2 separate regions of the Gossypium arboreum genome follow, and region 2 is linked to region 1. A link is a contact called in public Hi-C data. All regions are on one chromosome and are shown on one strand. Each heading gives the region's core, a stretch centred on a gene start, on an enhancer-like site or on the middle of the called end of the contact. The rest is flanking DNA. Distances are from core to core; before and after follow the strand shown. Region 1 holds the start of LOC108475749 (brefeldin A-inhibited guanine nucleotide-exchange protein 1-like). Region 2 holds the start of LOC108474985 (RING-H2 finger protein ATL18-like).

Region 1 (7,416 bases), core at 2,449-4,948:
ATAATAATGTAATAATAATATTAATAATCATATCATAATGATAATAAGTAGATAAAATAATGATAATAATAATAACGAGGGTAAAATAAAAATAAAACGTATAAATAAAAAGAAATGTAAATGACATAAATTGTAAGTGTTAATATAAATGAAAGAGGCAAAATAAATCAAATGAGGATTAAATTGAAATTAAAAAAAATTAAGCTATAAATCGCAAAATAATTAAAGAAATAGGGCATAAAGGACTAAATTGAAGGTCCAATAAAATCTAATGTCTAAGTTAAAAAATAAGATAAAAAAAGGCTAAATTAAAATGCGAAGCAAAAGTTCAGGGACCCCGAGGACAATTAATCCAAAAAAGTACACGTACCATTCCCTGAAGGGTCAACGATATAAGGACTAAATTGAAAATGAATTAAAATCAAAAGGTATAATCTAAAAAGGAAAAAAAAAGCGAAGTTAGGACTAAATTAAAAAAGGATCCAAAAGCAGAAGGATCAGGAAAGCAAATAGACCATTTCATGAAAACACACGGATCCTGCTGAATAAATGGGTTGGATATTCGGGTTGCGTCAAAACGATGTCGTTTTGGCGTTTGAAAATTAAGCCCAAAACAACGTCGTATAAGACCCTTTAAAAATAAAAAATGACCAAAAAAGCATTTTAAACTTTTTTTAAAAAAAATCTCTTCCCTTGTTTTCTCTCTCTCAAAACTCTCTCCAGTTTCGGCGACGAGGCTGTTGTTCGTTCGCCGTGCCTCCGATGGCCTAAGAAAACCAAAATGCCCCCATTTTGCTCGTTACCTTGCGTAGAACTTTGATTTGGAGTTGAAGCCGTCAGAACTAAAGCCAATTTTTTTCTTAAAAAAAGGGAAAACCTTTCAATTTCCTTCTCTCCAGCGAAGCCTCCAACAAATCTCTAGGGATTCGGAGGTCCTTTGCATCGGAGAAGACCATCCCTCCTTAGAGAAGGAGTCATCGCCCACCCACGACGGCCGAAGACGAAGCTTCAGGTGAGTTTTCTTCTTTTTTATTTTATGTTGTGTTTCTTTTTTAAAAAAAAGAAAAAGAAAATAACAGATTTAAAAAAAATAAATCACCTTTGAGAATTTCTTTATGTATCTTTTTTGATTGCTTTTTATCTCTCCTAAAATACATTTTGAATCCGACTTTTATATCCGATTATATATATATTTTATATATTTTTTATTGTATCTACTATTTTTGCTACTGTTTTCTTTTATTGTTTCTGCGTTTTCTGTCCTTTCGTTCTTTTTCTTTACAGGTGACGGTGCGTGGTCAACAGTGGGATAGAGGCCCTTGCTTTTTCCGTTTTAATGCAAGGGCGGCAGAGGTGCATTAGGCCTCGGGATGAGGAGCCTCGGGCGGCGTGCCTATGAAGGGGGTGGGGAGTTAGGAACCCTAGGGTTTCTGGCTTTCTGAAAAGTTTAGGTTCTTTTGGGCCACTAGTAGTTTAGGCCCCGGAGTTATTGGGTTAGGGTTTGTATATTTGGGCATTGGTTTTTTTTTTTGTATCATTAGACTTTGGACTCTTTATTTTATTTTGTTTATTTATTTTTATTTAGGCCGGATGAAATTGGCTTATTATAATCACAATTGAATAACAATTCAGAATATCGATATTTTAGATAAACTCATCACCATAATATCTCAATATTCATATTTATGCAAATGCTTATGAATGCAATGCAATTTCAATTTATCAGAAAATGTCCTACCTCACTGCTACACACCACAGTAAGAGTTCTTAGAACTTTTCTATCTTTACACCATGTTGTGGATAAACCAGTCATCGTTATGGATGTATCACTCGTTGTGGATAAACCACTAGTAAAAAAAAGGGGTGGAAAACCACCAGCTTTTTTTTATAAAAAGTTTTTTGCAAATAAATTGCTAGTAGGGTGTGGATAAACCACTCATTGGTGTAGATAAACGTTGCTAATACGGTATGGATAAACCACTCAATGGTGCAGATAAGCTGCTCAAATGGTGTGGATAAATCATTTAAAAGTGCAGATAATCTACTCACACTTCCTCTGTTCATATTGTCCCACATTATGCAATGGAACATGACATACTAAATACGGTAGCAATAACATGCTTATAGCAAATTGATACAGTAACAACTATCATGCCTATAAAAAATCATTACAGTAGCAATAAACTTGATTAACATGAGTTCGATTTAACAGTAACAGTAGGCATGTATGTCATGCAAATAGTAACATAGTGGTACGAAAAACATTATCAGTTCCTCAGAATTATTGTGGTAGTAAACATGTAATATTTTCATATTATGCATATATAGTAATAAATCAGTCAATCAAATCATGGATTCCAATATTAATCATATTATTAGGGGCTTAATTGAAAGAAATAAAACACTAAAAATAGTTTGGGGACTATTTTGAGACTAAATTGAACAATTTATAAAATTTTAGGTAAAATTGTAAAATAAAGGTCACACGGCTGTGTGGTCAAGCTATGCAACAAACTGTGGTCGTGTGGCAAATGCAAAAATTAACCTACAGGGAGACACAACTGTGTGGCAGGCCGTATGGAGGGTTCATGACCGTGTGAGATTCAAACTATCTTAGGTTTCAGAGGTACATGGCCTTGTGAGTGGCCGTGTAGCCTACTTGTGTGGTCCATACGCCCATGTAGCAGACCGTGTAGCCTTAATCCTAGGCACGGCTTGCCCCAGTCCGCTTGTAAAAGAACACACACCTTTCACCGTGTTGACGATCAACGTTCTTAGCAATCCAATCTGATCCGATTCACCTAAATTAGGTCCTTCAAACGACATTTACACGCGAAATAACGGTTGATTTCCACCTTTTACAATTTAATGATTTTCCTTTCATTAACTAACTAAACATCAAAATTACCTAACCAAATTTTAATAAACTTATATAATCACTCCATAAATATTTAATAAAAATATTTATGGGCTCAATTTTTGGAAACGAGGCCCCAATACCTCATTTTCTAAAATCACTTGACTTTAGAGATAACCCACTTGAACTTAACTAATCATTCAATTAACTAAAATTATAAATTTAAAATTTACTATAATACTATATTTGACTCGTAAATATTAAATAATAATATTTAGACTCTTTTGTTAGATTTATGGTCCCGAAACCACTTTTTCCGATATTACGAAGAAATGGGCTATTACATATACAGTGATTTAACTTTTAATTTATATTTAAACCGATGATTTAATTAACTCGTCTTCCTATTTTATGAAAAAAAGAAATTAGTCTTTACACTCTAATTTATCATAATTTGATCATTGAATTATATAATAATTAAGATGCAAGTCAAATAATTAGTAAATATATGAAACTTAAATTGTTAAATTCTATTAATTTATTATATATAAATCATTGAACTTTTTATTTTACTGACTTGAATTATTGATTAATAGGTAAGTGATTTAAATGAAAATTTTAGTAACATTATCCAACAAGACTAAATTTTTATAAAAGGATAGAATTTTTTTTACGGAAAAAGGGATGGAATTAATAAGTATTTATAAAATAAATTAATATTTTATTTGAAATAAAACCGTAAACAGAAATCATAATGACTTATTTAAGTGTAAAAAATAAATAAAAACTTGTCTAAAAAATAATAAATTTGAATGAATTTTTTTAATATTTAATTGGCCATAAAGCTCGATCAAGCACACATTTATCGGCTCTGCTCCCCTCAGGCAAATCAAATTCCAACCCCCATCAAGAAGAATTGGTCAGTGTCCAAAAAAGAAAAAAAAAAAAAAGGCTTATTATCTCACGCATTTTCAATTTCCGATGAATTTGCAATGCAATTAACACTCGGATTTGATCCCAGAGATCTGAATAATCAAATTGTAATAATAATAACACGGTGATGTTAGCTTCCCACACGCTCGGAGGACCGTCGCGGTGCGGCCGTGTGCTAGGCCCACCGCTCGACAAGATCATAAAAAATGCCGCATGGCGAAAACACACGCACCTCGTTTCCTCATGCAAATCCGCTCTCGACAAGCTCGAGACCCTCTCCGACACCGGCTTGTCCGATCCGATTTCACCGCTGCTCGGCATTTCATCTTCCGATGCCAACTTCGTCCTTAACCCGATCCTTCTCGCCTTGGAAACCAATTACGTCAAAGTTGCCGAGCCCGCCCTCGAATGCACCTTCAAATTATTCTCCCTCGGCGTCGCTCGTGGCGAGATCCATGGCAACGTTTCCAATCCGATCCTCTACAAAATCGTCGAAGCCGTTTGCAAAGTCGGCGGCATCGGCGAGGAATCGCTCGAGCTTGCCGTGCTGCGAGTTTTGCTCTCCGCCATCCGATGTCCTTGCGTTTTGATCCGTGGTGATTGCTTGCTCAACGTCGTTAGAACTTGTTATAACGTATATTTACGCGGTTTGAATGGAACCAATCAGATCTGTGCTAAGTCCGTTTTGGCGCAGATTATGCTAATTGTATTCACCCGAGCCGAAGAAGATTCCATTGATGTTTCTATCAAAACAGTGTCGGTTAGTGAGCTTTTAGAGTTTAGTGATAAGAATTTAAATGAAGGAAGTTCAATTTATCATTGTCAGAATTTTGTTAGCGAGGTTATGAGTGCCAGTGAAGGGGTTCCAGATTTGAAGCTATCGCAGCCGAATAAGGATCAGGAGCTGCAAAATGTTGATTTGAAGACGTCGAAATGGGAGGAGGAGGAAATTGGGGAGTTAGAGGCGAAGGAAGGGGGGGCGGAATCGGGTTCCGGTGGGGTTAGTAAAATTAGGGAGGACGGCTTTCTTGTTTTTAAGAATTTGTGTAAGTTGTCAATGAAGTTTTCATCACAGGAGAATGATGATCAGATCCTTTTGAGAGGGAAAACGCTGTCTTTGGAGCTCCTCAAGGCTGTTATGGATAATGGGGGTTCCATTTGGCGCTCGAATGTTAGGCAAGTAATTTTATACTACTTTATTCACGTAGGGTTCTGATTTTATATAAAATAATAATGGTTGTTCGCACGTCACCATATATACTTTGGGCTTTGTTATATTTTTTCCTAACAATCGTCACCATATATGCTTTGGGTTTGGGCTTTATTAGATTTAGTGAGTTTAATAGTAAAAATATCACGGAGGTTTTAGAGGTGTGAAATTATATTTTGTTTTTTATTAGAAATTTGAATAAATTAGTCTTAGATTAAAAATTAAATTAGTTTTATTAAAAATTCATTCTTTTGTATTATTAAAAATTGGTGTGATTGATGGAATACTTATGCTAGCATATAAAAATTAATTTTTAACAACAAAATATACGAAATTTTTAATAAAAAAATTAATTTACTTTATAATAGATTAATTTACTTAGGAAAAAAAAAACATGTCGTGACCCATCCAACACCCCATATTTTATTATTATGGGGAGTCTTGATGGAGGGAAACTCAAAAGAAAAACCTGAATGAACCTGTTTCAAGCACATAGCTTTTAACAATACTCACTCCCGGTTCTGGGATATTTCTGCTCTAGTGCATGTACACTGGGTAGTGAGATCTTCATGAATAAATATGAAAAGGAATAATTTATTGAGGTAGTTTCAAAAATTAAGTGAAAGAGCTCCGAAAACCAATGCCAACTCATCATCATCATCATCTTGCTTGGTATGTCGTGTAGTGTTGGTGATAAATAACTCTTTTTTCTGCAGTCTTCAGTTAAATTTATTCTAATGTTCTTATATTCTGTGTTACAAAATGCAGGTTTCTTAACGTAATTAAGCAGTATCTCTGCTTATCATTGTTAAAAAACAGTGCATTGTCAGTGATGTCAATTTTCCAGCTCCAAAGTTGTATTTTTATGAGCCTGCTAACGAAATATAGAACAGGGTTGAAAGATGAAATTGGAATATTCTTTCCCATGCTTATCCTCCGAGTTCTAGAGAATGTTTTACAGCCAAGTTTTGTACAGAAAATGACAGTCCTTAATCTGTTGGAAAAGATTGCTGCGGATTCACAGATTATCATTGATATATTCGTGAATTATGACTGCGATGTGGATTCACCAAACATATTTGAAAGGTAATTTTCCCCCCTAATAATTTTTCGTATGAGTGTTTGACAAGAATGCTGCTTTCATGAAATCAAATAAGTTTATGATGTCATATTTTCAAGATAAGTATCCAACGAATCATATGTGAAATCCTTTACGAATTCGAAACCTTGTCTCAATTTTTTGCAAAAGGTAGGTCAAATAGGAATTAACTCAAGAGGAAATTATTCTTTCATGTTCCCAGTTCATGCTTTAGCTTCTTTCTGATGTAATATTTCAATTCACTTTCCTTTTTCCTCAAATCAAACTTTAGTAAAATGTAGTATTAAAAATCTTTATATTCATTCATATGTAAAATGATCTGAATTTGAAACCAAATTCTCAAATTTTGCAAAAGAGGGTAGATCAACCCAGGAATTAACTCAAGAACCAGTCGTTTGGTGTTGTTCTCAGAGGTTGCTTTAGCATCCCTTCTAATGTATTTCGTTTTATTAAAAATTCCATTCTTTTTTTATTTATTAACGTGTTGCACTTTATAAAAATGTATTAAAACTCTTATAATTCCCTCAGATATTTGCAGGATTGTCAACGGCCTTCTCAGAACAGCTCTAGGACCGCCACCTGCTTCAGCAACTACTTTGTCTGCAGTCCAGGATATAACTTTCCGGCATGAATCAGTAAATTGCTTGGTTAGCATCATTAAGTCAATGGGAGCTTGGATGGACCAAAAGCTGACAATAGGTGATTCTGACTTGCGTAAGAGCTTCAAGAGTGACACTGCAGCAGAGGGCCATTCAACTTTGACTGCAGAAGATGGAACAGTCTCTGATTGTGAGTTGCAACCAGAAATGAATTCTGAATTGTCAAATGCTGCTACACTTGAGCAACGGCGGGCTTACAAGATTGAACTTCAGGTTAGCTGGGATCAAGCGCGACTGTGTTTTCATGTACCACATACTTATTAAGTATCCAAATTATTGGAGAGGGCTGCCTTAACATATCATGAGAATTTGCTATTATTGGCTTCTCTTCTGTCACGTATTTTTATATAGCTTAATATATGTTTAGTTTTCCCCTTTTCTTCACAAGCTTGGTTTTAGTGACAGTTTTACTTGGTTATATGCAGAAAGGTGTTTCGTTGTTTAATAGGAAGCCATCCAAAGGCATTGAGTTTCTTATAAATACCAAAAAGGTTGGCAACTCTCCAGAGGAAGTGGCTGCTTTTCTGAAGAGTAACACTACTGGGTTGAATGAAGCCATGATTGGTGATTATTTGGGTGAAAGGGAGGATTTTGCTTTGAAAGTCATGCACGCTTATGTGGATTCCTTTGATTTCAAATCTATGGATTTTGGTGAAGC
Region 2 (7,416 bases), core at 1,439-3,938, 290 kb after region 1:
ATTTTATGTTGTATTTAAAATTTAAAATTATGGCATTGCATCTTGATATCTTTGTGCTCTGTGCAGCTTCCTCTTTGGGTTGATTATTTATTTAATATTAAAAAATAATGTTAATATTAAACTTCATATATTTAAACCATCACATTAGCCGGTTTTGATATGTTAATGTGTGATAAGTGGTGGCGATGACTTCTTCTCTTTTATTAATTTATGATAATTGACGAATAAATTACATTATAAATGATAAAATAAGTACACTCTTTTAATGAATCTTTTTTCCGATTTAAACAATTCAATAAATTTAAAAAAACGAAAATAGATAAAAATATTATAGAAGTTTTAAAATTATGGGTTAATCCGGTCTTTTACTTCAAAAATAAGTAAATTAGTTTATATATATTAGATTAAAGACGGTTAAAACTGCATTCATTTATACTGTTAAAATTTAATGTAACTAAGAAAAAACTATATAATGACACGTGTATCTCATATTAACGTATAAAGAATATTTTATTATTTTTAAATAAAAAATTAAAATATAGTCCGACTCTTAATACAATTTCCACTATCATACTTTTATCATGAAAATGCAAAACAGGAATTAAGGAGGCAATTCAGGGTGGATCTATTACCGGCTAATGTCAACCAAGGTCAGGTTATAGATAGGACAAAATATGACTGTCCATTTTTCGTTAGCAAGTTGATTATAGAGAAATTTGACCTTGGTGCCAGCAACTATACATTAAACAACCGAACTCTCTTTAAACTCAGTTGGAATTTACCTATTAAATTCTCTAATTAAACCAACTTGATCTTCTTTATTAATCTTAATTCCTAGAATCCAGTTCAAAACGAGTTCTACGAAGCAAAATTTTAAATTATACATTTCTAATTATCTCACATTTATAGTAATTTGGGTCATAATAAATATTTATTATAAACCGTAAGTTAAGAGATGATAATGAAGTAGAGCAGGTAAATACGACCAAATTCATCACCGTTTCATAAACATTAAATACGTCCATGATAATTCTGTCTCATCTTATCTCCCTCATCCCATTTGATATTTATTAGTAATTTTAATATTTTTATTTGTACATTTGGCATGTAGACAAAAAAATATAAATATAATTCAAATATTTTAGAGTTTATTATATAGGAGTGATATCAGTTCAGTTTGGTAGAGCTTTTAAAATTTTTAAACCGTTCATCTTAATTCGATTTTTCACATTAAATTTTTAGACTTAATTATTTTAATAAAATGAGTTTTGTCTTATGGGTTTGAAATATCATTTGACAAAATTTCAAGGTCATTTTCATAAATATTTCTAAAAATAATAATTTTAAATTTTCATGAACTTTTAAAATATTTTCACTCTTTTAAATATAATTTTTTATATCATAAAATTTAAATTAATTATATATTAAATAAAAACAAAATTCAATTGAATTTCGAGTTACATTCCATAAATCGTTTAAGTACTTTAGTTTAGGTCTCTTTTTTTTACCTAATCCTATTATTGTATAGTATATATTTATACTTCTAAAAGTTAAACTTATAATTTATTTTGTTTTGTGCTACTTCCTATTCAAGAAAAGAGGGAAAAAATTCAAAACAAATGGATTTAAAATTGATTAAATGATTAAAGAATTTATTTTTTAACAATTTTATTATAGGTTCGATCATATCTGTTTTTTTTATATATATATAATGCTTAGAACTAGACATAAACCCTCCACAACCCATAAATAGAAGCAGGGGCGAGGGTAGGAAATTTATTTAGGGAGCTGAAATTAAATTATAATTTTTAAAGAGTTAAATTAAATTTTTATCATTTTTAGGGAATCAAAGTACAATTTAACTTTACTAATTTAAATTTTAAAATTTTTAAGGGCCAAAATGAAAAAATTTTCATTTTAAGAAAATCGGGGTCCCTACCAGCCCCCTCTAGATTTGCCCTGAATAGGAGGATAATGTGTTTTTACACACTCGAATTTACGTCCTCCTACATTAACAACAATGTTCATGTCAATCGAATTAAGACTTAAACGCTTAAAAATCAATTTTTAAAATTAAAAAATATAAGAAATAAAATATTAGGGCGAGGCAGGACACGTAAATATTAAAAATGTTCCATACATCTAGGCTAAATTATGTATATATTTGGGTGGCTTTGGCAGTTTAGGGTTAAACGACTTAATTAATGTTTAATGGAATAATAATGTATTACTAAAATAGCATGCCCGGTTATTGCTTCGGCTGGAAGCATGGCTTCTAAAAATGAAAGTGTTTTTATTTCCCTCAATCCAAATAAAATAAAAAGGGGCGACTCAGAGGATGTGGGGTCGGCGCCGGCCCTGCACACTCGCCGATTTCAGAGTTCGATAACCACCCAAAAAATAAAAAAACAGTACGACTTGAATATTATAATCAATTTTTTAATTATATTTTCTTGGGGTCAATAAAAATAATTTCTTTCAAACATTTTAATAATCCTTAAACAATGATGAAATCCCCCCAAAGGAAAAAAGTCAAAATCTTTGCTCCAATTGGAGTATTTGGGGGAACAGTCGCATGTTATTTTCAAGTTCCCCACTGTGCCTATATAAACATATGCTTGCTTTCATTTTCCACATCAAACTCCAAACTACTCATTGCTGAATTGGTTTGTTCTAAAGAAGAAGAAAATGATTTCTTTAGTGTGTTCTAACTCGGGTTCATGCACGGCAGCCTTGATCTTCTACACTTGTGTATGGATCCCGTTTATTCAGTTCAAGAGATTTGTTTTAAGCCTGCTTGGTTTTGTTTTCCCACAGAGGTGCGGGACGATCAATGTTTCTCTTCCGGTGGCGAGGTTTGAAGATTTGAAGTTTTCCGCCGGATGCTGCAACGCGGCGGAAGAGGAAGTGTGTTCCATATGCTTGGTTGAGTTCGATAACGACGATGCAGTGAGCCAAATCCAGAAATGCAAACATGTTTTTCATATGAATTGCATTGAGAAATGGATGGAACGCTGTCACTTCACTTGCCCACTTTGCAGATCTGTCTTGTTTAATAATGTAATTTCTGCTCATACAAAATGTGGAGACATTGCTTCATATACAGCGGCCGATTTGGTTTCTTCATGGCTTTCGTTTTGACTTTTTTCTTTTTTAAATCGAAATTCAGAGTAGATATTTGTACATTTCAATAACGAATTCGTTCATGTCTAGAGAAAAAGACCAATTTTTTCCATATATCAAAATAGCTGCAATTCTTTCTTTCTTTTTTCTCTTCAATTTTTCATTTTCATACTTTTAACTGAAAAAAATTACAATTTGGTCATTAAATTATTCAAAAATTTTCATTTAAGTAATTGGGCTGTGGCTTTTTTTGTTTGCACTACATGCACTAATTGAAAGCTTACTTTTTCTTTCTCTCCTACAATTCAAATTTTTTTATGAAACAACTTTAGGCATCAAGAATTTGCGAATCAAAATTCCATCTTTTTTTCTCTGAACTTTGACATTGATTGTCATATCGACTTGGATCTAAGGTATTTTCTTTTACTCGTCCATGGGTATTAATTTATTGTATCGACCTCAAATTTTCGCCTAGAGTTCACTAGCAGAACTTAAAAAAAAAAAAAACTTAACAGCCCAATGACTTAAATAAAAACTTTTGAATAGCCTAGTGACTTAATTGAAAATTTTCGAATAATTCAGTGACCAAATTGTAACTTTTTTAGTTAAATGACCGAAACAAAAACTTACCCATAGTTTAATGACTAATGGTGTAGTTTACCCTTTTTTCTAATTATGTTGTAGATAAGTTAAGTTTAAGGTTTAATTCTAAATTTAATCTCTCTAGTTTATGAAATATGAAATTTTAGTCCATCTACTTTAATTTGTTAAAATTCTATCCTCACATTTTATGAAGTTGGTAAACACATCAACTTTAACAAATGATTTTTACTAATTTGTTGCATGTAAATCGTTAATCCATTTTGTTTCTCTTTGTCAAACGACTGAACTGCTGATTTTTAAGTCAGTGATTTAAGGATAATGTTTAACAATATTATTAACCAATTGTACAAAATTATCAATTTTTATAAAATACGAGGATCAAATTCTAATTACTTGCAGAAATGTGTTAATGATGATAACTGAGGGGCAGCTAAATATCAAAGTCAACGGAAGGGAATTGGATATAATAATATTAGTACTAATATTTGAAAATTTTAAAGAAATTATAAGAATTAAAAATCCAAAATATAATTATTTAATATTATTAGAATGAAGCACTTAAAATAAATATACATCAAATTAGTTCTAATAATTGATGGGCTGCTAGATCTATATGCGAAAATGTTGGAGGGCCCATCCATCCAACTAGTTTTTTCCCATTAGATTAGATTCTATGATGGGTGAAGCTCCCTTTCATTATTATTTTTTTATTTATTATAAGATTTTAAAAATTAATGAATGAATTTTATACATATAAATTATGATGACTAATGTACTAAAAATATAAAATAATAATAATGATTCAATTCATTATTCGTAAGTCAACATATATAATATTATCTTTAATTGTGACAAACGGTAAGCCAAACTTTTATATATATATATATATATATATATAAATAGGTAAATTATTAAAATAGTCACTTTTATTTGTCTCAAGTTATATTTTAGTTACTTATGTTATTGTGTTGTAGTATTTTAGTCATTGAGACATTAATTGTCGTTAATTGTGTAACGGGAAATTGGCATGGCACAGCACACTAAATCATCATTTCAAATGAAAATTTTAGGTTAATTTATAAAATTGATCCCTATATTTTTTCATTTTGAGCAATTTAATTTTTTTATTTTATGTTCTTTTAGCTTTCCTTTTTTTTTTCTATTCTCTTGTACTTCTCCCTCTGTTTTCCTCTCTTCTTCATTTCTTTTAATGTAGTTTTTTAGGTTTTTCATTTGTTAAAACTAGTCCACAAGCTCGCCTAAATTGAAAAAAATTAAATTGTTTAAAAAATAAAAATATAGGGACTAATTTTAACAAATGGAAAACATAAAAAAAAGTACGTTAAAAAAAATGGAGAAGGGAAGAAAACAAAGGGAGAAGCAGAAGAGAATGTAAAATAAAGAACAAAAAAAAGTTAAAAGAACATAAATAAAAAATTTACTAAAAACGAAAAAATATGGGGACCGATTGTATAAATTAATCTAAAATTTTTGTTTGAAATGATGATTTAACGTGTCACGTCAACTTACCATTACACCTTTAATGACAATTTAACAGTTTATTGACTAAAACATAACATTTCAAACATAAGTGACTAAAATGTAACTTGAGGTAAACAAAAGTGATTATTTTCACAATTTACCATATTTAAATAAAAACCCTGTAAGTTTAGTTGTGAATTAAATAAATTTGTAATATAATTTTAACTTTTCATTTATATATTTTTTTAATTATATCTATTTATTATAATAAAACATCTAATCAAATTTGATGTGATACATCACTAAATAATAAGACTATTTGTCTTTAAATTTGTTATATATTATCCCCAAAAGAAGAAAAGAGAAAAGTTCACGTTGACTTGGAAAATATCTGATGGTGTTGGTTGATCATCCACATTTGATTTGGGCTTCTGAATCTAATTTCTCGGGGATCATTTGGTGTGCACGTGCATGGCTTGCAATTTTATCTTTTTTAAACATCTGTATTCTATTAGATGAAAGAAAAAGGTACAGATACAAATACAAAAAAAAAAATTCAATAAACAAAAAATCTAATAAAAAAAATATAATAGCAGCCGATTGAGTCTTGACTCAATTGGTATGGATATTGTTGTCAATGTAGGAAGACGTGAGTTAAGTGCATTGAAGCGCATTATCCTCCTATTTATAAGTTGGAGAAGGGATATGGATAGTTCTAAACATTATGTCAAAAATAACAGCTATAATATGAACCTTACCACACAATATATAAAGTCGTTTACTAGTGGAGAATATTGTCACAAAAGGGAGAAAAAATCGAAAATGAGGTGAGAGTATCGATCTTTGACATGTAATACCTCTGGAAGGAGGCCATGTCGTGACAACCCGAAAAAAGCACATTCACCTTCAGCCATTAGATTCTATTGTCCTTTGTGTTGTAAACCCAAGCAGGCCAAGAAAGAAGAGGCGCTATCTAAAAGCATCGGGAAGCTAGAGGAACCAAGCCCAATGCCGCAGTAAAGCTGCCAAATAAAAGGCTCTACTAATTACCAGTCAAGGGCCAATACTTATTTTGTCGGAAGAGAAAGAAGAGAAAAACCAAAAGGTAAAAGTAAGAAGCCAAACGACGGCTAGAACAAGGTTGACCATGCCGACAATGAAGGCAAAGAAGTTTGCTTTGAAAGCCTAGAGAGAAAGCAAATATTTTTTTAAGTTCAATGGTTTCTTTTTGGATTTAGAGTGGAAAGGAAATTGGAAATGTCGAAACTATTTTTTTATTTTGAAAAATAGGGGTCGACTTTAAAATGAAAAATGGAGTCGTCACCAATCCTTTTTGTTTAGGTGTGATCGGATCACCTTGTAAAACATTTTGTTTTATTAAAACATCAATTTTGGCCTAAGAAATTTAAGAAAACAGGTTCAGGAGTCGGTTACGTACGAGAAAGGATTAGCACTCTCGTAACGCCCAAAATTGGCACCTAATTGATTAATTATGTCTTAATTTCGAAAATTTGAAAAGATTTTAAAATATGATCCTTTTTATTTAAAAGAAAACTTGAATAAATCGAATTGGATGATGCTAAGACTTCTTATTTCGAATAAATAAAATGTCACACCCAGTGAGTTAGGACACGACATTTGAAATCTTTGAGAATAAGATTGTCTTTTGTTTCTTAGAAATTCTTACCTCGAGACAACAAAATGTCACATCCAGCAAGTTAGGACACAACATCTCGAATTCTCGAGAATAAGCGTTTTATTTGAAATTCATGTGTTTCAATTTCAAAAGGGTATTCGGTTATTTATATCAAACGAAGAAACCAAAACCCAGTACATTAGGGCACAATTTCTCGAATTTTCAAATACAGAATATTGCCTTTATTTTAAAACAAAATTCCATGAATCGGGTGAAGGTTAATGTAATGCAATTTGATGAAAAAAATTTATGGTACTAAGATGCATACCAGAATAACAAATGCGTAACGCGAATGGTAATAACAATGGCGAAAATAAAATGAAATAAAGAAATAAAACATAGAAACTATAAAAAGAAAAAAAAAATAGGTAAAACTAAAAACCCAAAAGAATAATAGAACCTGAAATAAACCAATAAATAGATACTATGTAAAATAACCTAAATAATAATAATAATAATAATAATAATAATAATAATAATGATAATGATAATGATAATATTATTAATATAAA

What was found. A called contact is a pair of places that touch in the nucleus more often than the background predicts.
Region 2: a Hi-C map of leaf shows a contact between it and region 1, with 2.1 times the contacts expected there. The contact joins the promoter of LOC108474985 here to the promoter of LOC108475749 in region 1. A contact is called at or near these places in 2 of 5 Hi-C or Micro-C datasets (both in leaf).

The regions. Positions count from the first base shown.
Region 1 is chr3:5,074,376-5,081,791 of ASM2569848v2, forward strand. It overlaps LOC108475749 (brefeldin A-inhibited guanine nucleotide-exchange protein 1-like), which reads left to right and starts at 3,699. Exons shown (of 12, transcript XM_053026176.1): 1 at 3,699-4,652; 2 at 4,731-4,966; 3 at 5,769-6,086; 4 at 6,638-6,971; 5 at 7,184-7,416. The coding sequence starts at 3,918.
Region 2 is chr3:5,366,143-5,373,558 of ASM2569848v2, forward strand. LOC108474985 (RING-H2 finger protein ATL18-like) reads left to right here and starts at 2,689. Exons shown (of 1, transcript XM_017777007.1): 1 at 2,689-3,141. The coding sequence starts at 2,689. The coding sequence ends at 3,141.